Linked DNA regions of Danio rerio: region 2 is linked to region 1. The links are chromatin contacts, called in public HiChIP or PLAC-seq maps. All regions are on one chromosome and are shown on one strand. Each heading gives the region's core, a stretch centred on a gene start, on an enhancer-like site or on the middle of the called end of the contact. The rest is flanking DNA. Distances are from core to core; before and after follow the strand shown. Region 1 holds the start of dldh (dihydrolipoamide dehydrogenase). Region 2 holds the start of ppm1g (protein phosphatase, Mg2+/Mn2+ dependent, 1G).

Region 1 (3,533 bases), core at 730-3,229:
TGGTTGGGAGCAGATGGTTGGCTTGGGAGGGGAGGGGGGCTGTCCGCGTCTTCAGAGAGAGTCCCCGAGGGCTCCCCTTGTATTCAGAATCAATGAAAATTAAAGCGCAAAGAAAGATGAAGAGTCAGAGCTCGAGTCCCGGCTTTGTTCGTCGCAGCTACTGGTGGGCAGGAGTTAAAGTACAACAGCCCCCTATAGAAACACTTAAGTTAAACAGTCTCCCCATAGTCCACCTTCAGAAAAAGAGGAGGAATGCGAGAAAGGAGCTTTCTGCTTGATTTAACCAGGACAGAATCGCGTGGCATAAATTATGCGCGCAAAGAATACGCGAAGTGGGCATAAATCTTAAGGTTTTCATTGACGCTTTGCTGGGCTAATCGGGAAATGTGTGCAACGTCAGGCCGAAAGAATTGTGGGCGAAAGTGTGATGATAGCTGTGTGGCGCTTATTTATGGCCTGCGTTTCAAATACTAACTCTTGAATGTGATGCAATGACACCTGTCGCGTCGCATGACGCTTTCGATAAAATAATAATACCAATGAACAAACTAAAATACGCGATCTCTTTCAGAAAATATTCTGAATAGAGTGCTAAAAGTCTTCAGTTTAACAGTGTCAACGATATTGTCGCATTCCTCTGGACCGAGCGCTTTAATTAACGCGCTAATGAAGACCACCCTCGCGCGCGCACACAAACAAACGCTCACGAGACCAGAGCTCGACTCATTTGACAATATGAACGATTAAAAGAAAACTTCCTCGTCGAATCAAACGCGAAATAATTGATAAAACACCAAAACAACAGAAGCTGCTAGGTACTTTTGTGAGGGATGACGTGTGGAGAGGGGAGCTCTTTCTCCCCGCGACATTGTGAGGGGAGCAGGTGCTGTGTGAATTACCATACAGCTGAGAGCACAGAGAGAAAAAAAAACTTATTCTCCCCGCACACAATAACAAAGTGCCTTAATGACAGCCACGCGAACGACACACACCAGCTCGATGTTTACTATCCAGTTTAGAGATGAAAACTTCAAACTTATAGTCGTCAAAACTCACTGAAATGCATTGTTGTTTAAATAAATAATTCAGAATTAGGCTACGTGTTTAGTTTACCCGAACTATGTGAAGGTCTAGCAATGTTTTGGTTCTTTAATGGTATTTGTTTATTATTATACAACATTTTATTCTTCCTGATTTCGAATTTTCCTTTTAGCAAAAGTTTCTCTGTTCAACAAAATTCCGATCACTAAAAGAATCTAAAATGTATTGCATTGAAAAGTTTTTCAAAAATTGTTTAGTTGTTCGTATTATTTTAAAAACAAACTCTGGTTTATGTGTAAATGTTTGATTAATCAACAATAACTATGCTATTACTATGAAATATTATTTGTTATTACATGATGTGCATCCTATTGTGTAATTAATATCACATTTTACTGTAGGCTACTAGCCTTTTTATTAGTTTAAAGCTGATTTATAAATAGTTTGGAATGACAAACTTAAGCAACAATATTTTATCAAACCTATGCTAAAAGAAAAAAAACTTTTACTTAATCAAACTGCATTGAACAGCTTTGAATCTCCTCAATCCCTGCTTCACTGTTGTCCCGTTATCAGGAATGCGACATTCCTGCAATGTGTGATGTAATTTGTGGTTTTATGTCAGAGTGGGATGTACAGGATTCTCAAGGTTGCTTATTTTCCTGTATGTAAATTAGATTTTTTTTTTCTTTTTCTCTCTCTCTCTCTCTCTCCCACTCTCTCCCAGTGGCAAGGAGTTGCACATTTTACAGCTCAGTGACCATTTGCCGATTTTTTTTTTTCTTGGGGGGTTGGGGGTGGTGTAGATTGAAAAGTGTCCCTTTGTGACAAGCAGAGCCAGATTGGGGAGTAGCTCATTTGCATCTCATTACCCTAGCAGGCGCTGCCTGTATATAACCGGCTGCAGGAGGACTTGGACATTAAACACGCACAATCCAGTCAGTCTCTCACATGGAAACAAGAGTACGGGATGAAAGTTTGGATCAGTAGTTTGGATCATCTCCACATGAACTTTTGAAACGGAAAATAAGCGCATAAATAACCCTGTGCTTGGGGCTTTGTAATTTTTCCGGCTTCCTAAACTACCCGAAAGTGGACTGCTAACTTTTTTGACAACTTGGAGTACTCGACTTGTGAGGGATTTCCCAATCGTCTCCCTTTTGCGCATCGGGGTTTCCTCCTTCTACATTCGTATTTGGGATTTAATTGCTGATTTATTTTCCAAGGGGGGACTTTGATGGGCTTGCATGAGCAGATAAACTGAACACAACAGAGCATCAACCCGAGCTGCCTCCCACTGAGCGGAGAACGACGAGTCTCAATGATTTATTGAGACACGGTCTCACACAATTGCCTGGCCCGTGGAAGTTTCACAACAGTTCAGATCCTCTCCGCCATGGGACGACTAATGATAGCTGTTTTGCTTTGTGTCATGATAAGCCAGGTAATTAAAGCCAGCATCTGATTTCCTTTGCAATGATCTCACTTCAGATGTCTGCCTTATGATGGTAACTTTTCGTGAATTAAGTGTGTGCGTTTTATTTCCTCAGGGGTTTTGTTCAGGGGTTTTTGAGCTAAAGTTGCAGGAGTTTCTGAACAAGAAAGGAGTGACAGGCAACGCAAACTGCTGCAAGGGATCCGCGGCAGAGGGTCTTCAGTGTGAATGCAAAACTTTTTTTAGGATTTGCCTGAAACATTACCAAGCCAACGTATCTCCAGATCCTCCGTGCACCTACGGTGGCGCAGTTACCCCGGTGCTCGGATCAAACTCCTTCCAAGTTCCCGAAAGCTTCCCTGACAGCTCGTTCACCAACCCCATTCCTTTCGCGTTTGGGTTCACATGGCCAGTGAGTACCGTTATTTATTTAATTATTTTAGACATTATATTGTATGTAGATAATTGTATACATTTAGACGAGGGTTTAAGCATATAAAAGCTACAATAATGACTCATAAGGAGTCAGGATGTGGGTATTTAGTCGCTTTAGCGGTGTTACTGGGGTGGGAAAAGTCACATCCCCTGGGTTGGAACATAATTGTCGGCTCAGTGTGAAATTCCGAAACCTTTCATTTTACTGCAAGAAGTAAGTGTGAAATGGGAGAAATGAAGCTTGAATCCCCAGTGCGATCACACCTCAAGCCATTCACATCTTCCGTTATATGTAAAACAGCATGGGAGTGTGGAGGAATGCAGTTTTAAATCTATCGATTCGGTTTTCAAAAACATCTTGTGTGTGTTTGTTTGTGTTCCAGGGAACATTTTCGCTGATTATTGAAGCACTGCACACCGACTCCACTGATGACCTGTCTACAGGTAACGTTAAATGGGAGTGCAATTCAGACCAGCTTATTCTTATGATGCAGTGATGCAACTCTAACGTCAAACTGTTCACAGAAAACCCAGACCGTCTGATCAGTCGCATGACCACCCAGAGGCATCTAACAGTAGGCGAGGAATGGTCCCAAGATCTACAGGTTGGTGGGAGGACAGA
Region 2 (3,533 bases), core at 679-3,178, 110 kb before region 1:
GATATCGATCTTGGTGTTTTTTATTTTTCCAATCACAAATAATTTCGTCCTAAATGAGCATAAACAGCTGCAATTTAGCAATTGAATGCTTTCATTATAACATTAGATGTGTGCATTTTTAAAGTGACACTTGTTATTTAATGTAAACAAAGGGGAAAAAAATCTAAATAAATCATGCATTCGTTGCTCTTTAATCAGAATGTGTATGTTATACAGTGAAGAAATGGCTAATGGGATTTAATTCTATTACATTTCAATAATAGCTATTAATTTTAATAAGCTGAACTGTTTGCTAATTTGCTGCTAATGTATACTATTTATGTTTTCTTTTGTAAATAATAATAAAACATACTACTGACCACTGAACTGTTTATTTACAACGAAACAGCTGCAAATGAGCATATTAAGTAATTTGGGGAATTTTTTCTAAAGGGGGTCAGGGGAATCCCTTATTATGGTGGGCATATCCCTTATTTTCACATCCCAATGTTGACAGGTATGCACTATACCTACACACAGTTCTGTCCAAACAGCTCACAAAAGTTGATTTCCATCATAGGTGGCCTTTAACGGAAGTCAAAGATTTGGAACCATTTGAGGAAGAGTAAATAGTGAGTGAAGAATCATTTTAGTGTGAACTATCCCATTAATGAACAGACTGCTTTGGAAACATCGGAGGCCGGACAACTGACAGAAACGAGTCTCTCTTCCTCATCTTTAAATCCTTATACTATTATCTTACCTCCATGGCCATCATAGACAGCGAACATAGCGGTTTCATCGTCCAGCTCCGGGATGCAATTGTGCGCGTCCTAGGAAACAAAAACAGGTTATGAAGAAAAACCGAGAGCTTGAGGCGGGAGTCACCCTCTGACCTCACTGGCGCCAAAATCCGCGCACGTCACTCCTCCCACTAGACAAAAAAATACTGACTAGCATTACTTAACTTTGAAAAGCAAATATACACTGCTTTGAAATGGAGTTAAAGTTGGTTTTATATTCACACATTCGTTCATTTGTGAACGGTGACATGCTCCTTATATTGTTTACCATGGTAACGTTACTTTGAATATTCGGTCTGAAGTAGCATACAAGTATGACTCCAATGCAACGTTAGCATCATTTAACTGAGTGAACAATGTACTTTGATAGTCACAGGCTGCTAGTATGATCTTCACATTTAAAATTGGCAAAGAATACTTTTCTGAATTCATATTATTACGGAGAAAGTCTGAATATATGAACAACTTTACCTCAATAGTTTTAATAACATATAATTCACGTACATTTGCTCGTTAATAGCATTAGCAATCCATCTATCAGCAAATTAAAGTAACAAAACCTATTTAATATTATTAAAGTGGTTGTTTTACCTCCATAGACACTCGCCATCCCTGCATGGCCGAGAACCCATAGTTCAAGTTCTTGCTCCCGCCGTTGCCAGTGCTCTTCTCCGTGTTGGGTTGAGACAAGTAAGCCCCCATGATGTGTGCAGTGAGATTTAGTGAAAAGAAAACGCGTAAAATTAAATAAATCCACTTAATCCAATCCACTGACTTCAAAGAAGGTAATACGTCTGTAAAAACTAGATTCTGGTCACATTTCAGAGCGAAGTGAAGCTTGGATGAGAGTAAACCGGTGTTTTACCCTGCTACTGCTGCTAGCTGATGGGCTGCTGCTAACACTGCTGATGCTGCTGGAGTTTCTAAATGAACAATCACTCAGGTATGATGGAGAGTCCGGGCAGGCCTGCCTGAAACTGAGCGAGCTCACATTAAACGCGAATGGGGATAAACGTTGATGCAGTCAGAGCCTCTTTTTAAAAGCAAAAAAGCCCCTAACACGTGTGAGTCAACATAATCAACAGTCCAGCAACAAACCCATTTCGCAGAGAGCGGACTTTAGGCACACCGGAAGCGGAAGTCTATTGTGAGTTCGCGCATGCACGTGGTTTTTAGAATTTCTTTTTTTTTTTTTGGTTTAAATAATAGTTAACAATAGATTGCAGAGACTAATATAAAAAAAGTCAAAATATAATAAATTTGTGGGTTCAAAGGAATCTATCTATTTTTGGTATAATTGTTTTACAAAAGGTACAACACTTTCCAGAATGATTTACCCATCTTTTTCTGTAAGTACATCTGATAGGTGCATTAAAAATCTGAATCGAATGCAATATACTTTTCTATGGAAGAATAAGCATCATTATCTAAGAAAATCAGATGTAGTGAAACCAATCAAGGAGGGAGGATTGAATGCAACTGATTTTGATGTTATGAAGGGTACCCTTAAGCTGAAGTGGCTTTAAACCTACCTTCGACATAAACATTTTTTCTGGTTTAGTTTTTCTTCAAAATTGTCATCTTTTTATAGTCAGGTATTGCTGTATTGAAAATAAGGGCACCTAGTTTACCCCTTTTTTAAGATTTATTATTATTATATGGTTCTTCTGCAAGTTTAGGTTCATTTTAAAACACAGTTTAGATTTTTTATTATAATGTGTTAAAAAGTGTGAGTTAGGGAGGGGGGGGATGTACACAGGTCGTTGTTTTAGGGGTGTGTTGCTTTACATGATAATTAGTTTCAGAGGTGGGTAGTAACGAGTTACATTTACTTCGTTACATTTACTTGAGTAAAATTATTGGGTAACGTGTACTTTTTGAGTAAATTTAAATATGTGTACTTTTATTCAAGTAAATTATTAGAGAAAAATCAGTACTCTTCGCTACATTTCGCGGCGTTCCTCCATTACTGTCAAATGATAATAAAAAAGATCCATATGTTTTGTTTGCAAATATCGCGTGGCGCCGCATTGGAGAGGTTGTATCGCGAGAGGTTGCTATACTGTTAGCGTGCGCGGCCGCCCGGCGCACGCCTGTGTGTTGACGAAGGAGACGTGCGAGTTATACGGTCATGCCATGGCCATTTGCGGTTCCGAGAAGGACGATCATGCTGTCTGTGTAGTGTTTTTATCGGACCAGGTCACCCGTCCTCAAGTTCAGTCTGTTTTCACTCCAAGGTGTAAACAACAATAGTCTGACAACACGCTACATTGAACTGACATCACAGCAGCAAATACATAAATTCCAGCTCCAACCTGAAAAAAGTGGTGGTAAGTGTCAAAATTATCCCAATTTGAACCTTATTCAAAGTAACTTTGCAGGCCCATAGCCAGAGGAGTTCGGGTGGTTGAAAAAACTCACCCCTCAATGACAAAGATCCAGAATTGGTCCCATACATGAGCTCATTTGCCTTATGTTGACTGCTATGTCATCGTAAATAGTCAAATTAATACTCTGAAAAAGGCTTTAAGACCAAGCAAAATGCTATATTAAAATTAAATAAAAAAAAAATTTGACTATTTTTGTTATTTATGAATTTTCAATCAAATCAAATGTACTTTTTTACAAGAGAGGCTAGAAAAATTGTGAAGCTCTTTTATTATGGTTATGTTTTATTTTTTATTATTTAAATAGCCAAATTCGGACAGAGGACAGTTGAATGTTCTGGCCAGTTTGTAAGCTAAAGCTACA

What was found. HiChIP or PLAC-seq counts read pairs in DNA pulled down with a chosen protein or histone mark.
Region 2: a contact with region 1 is called in an H3K4me3 HiChIP or PLAC-seq map of gastrula embryo, with 2.4 times the contacts expected there. The contact joins the promoter of ppm1g here to the promoter of dldh in region 1. A contact is called at or near these places in 2 of 4 datasets of contacts at active chromatin or transcription factors (embryo and gastrula embryo).

The regions. Positions count from the first base shown.
Region 1 is chr13:6,109,752-6,113,284 of GRCz12tu, reverse strand. It overlaps dldh (dihydrolipoamide dehydrogenase), which reads left to right and starts at 1,979. Exons shown (of 11, transcript NM_130955.3): 1 at 1,979-2,485; 2 at 2,592-2,888; 3 at 3,295-3,355; 4 at 3,437-3,533. The coding sequence starts at 2,438. All of the region lies in intron 1 of LOC141377107 (a long non-coding RNA gene), which reads right to left.
Region 2 is chr13:6,217,553-6,221,085 of GRCz12tu, reverse strand. It overlaps ppm1g (protein phosphatase, Mg2+/Mn2+ dependent, 1G), which reads right to left and starts at 1,928. Exons shown (of 12, transcript NM_201488.1): 1 at 1,776-1,928; 2 at 1,374-1,602; 3 at 743-812. The coding sequence starts at 1,484.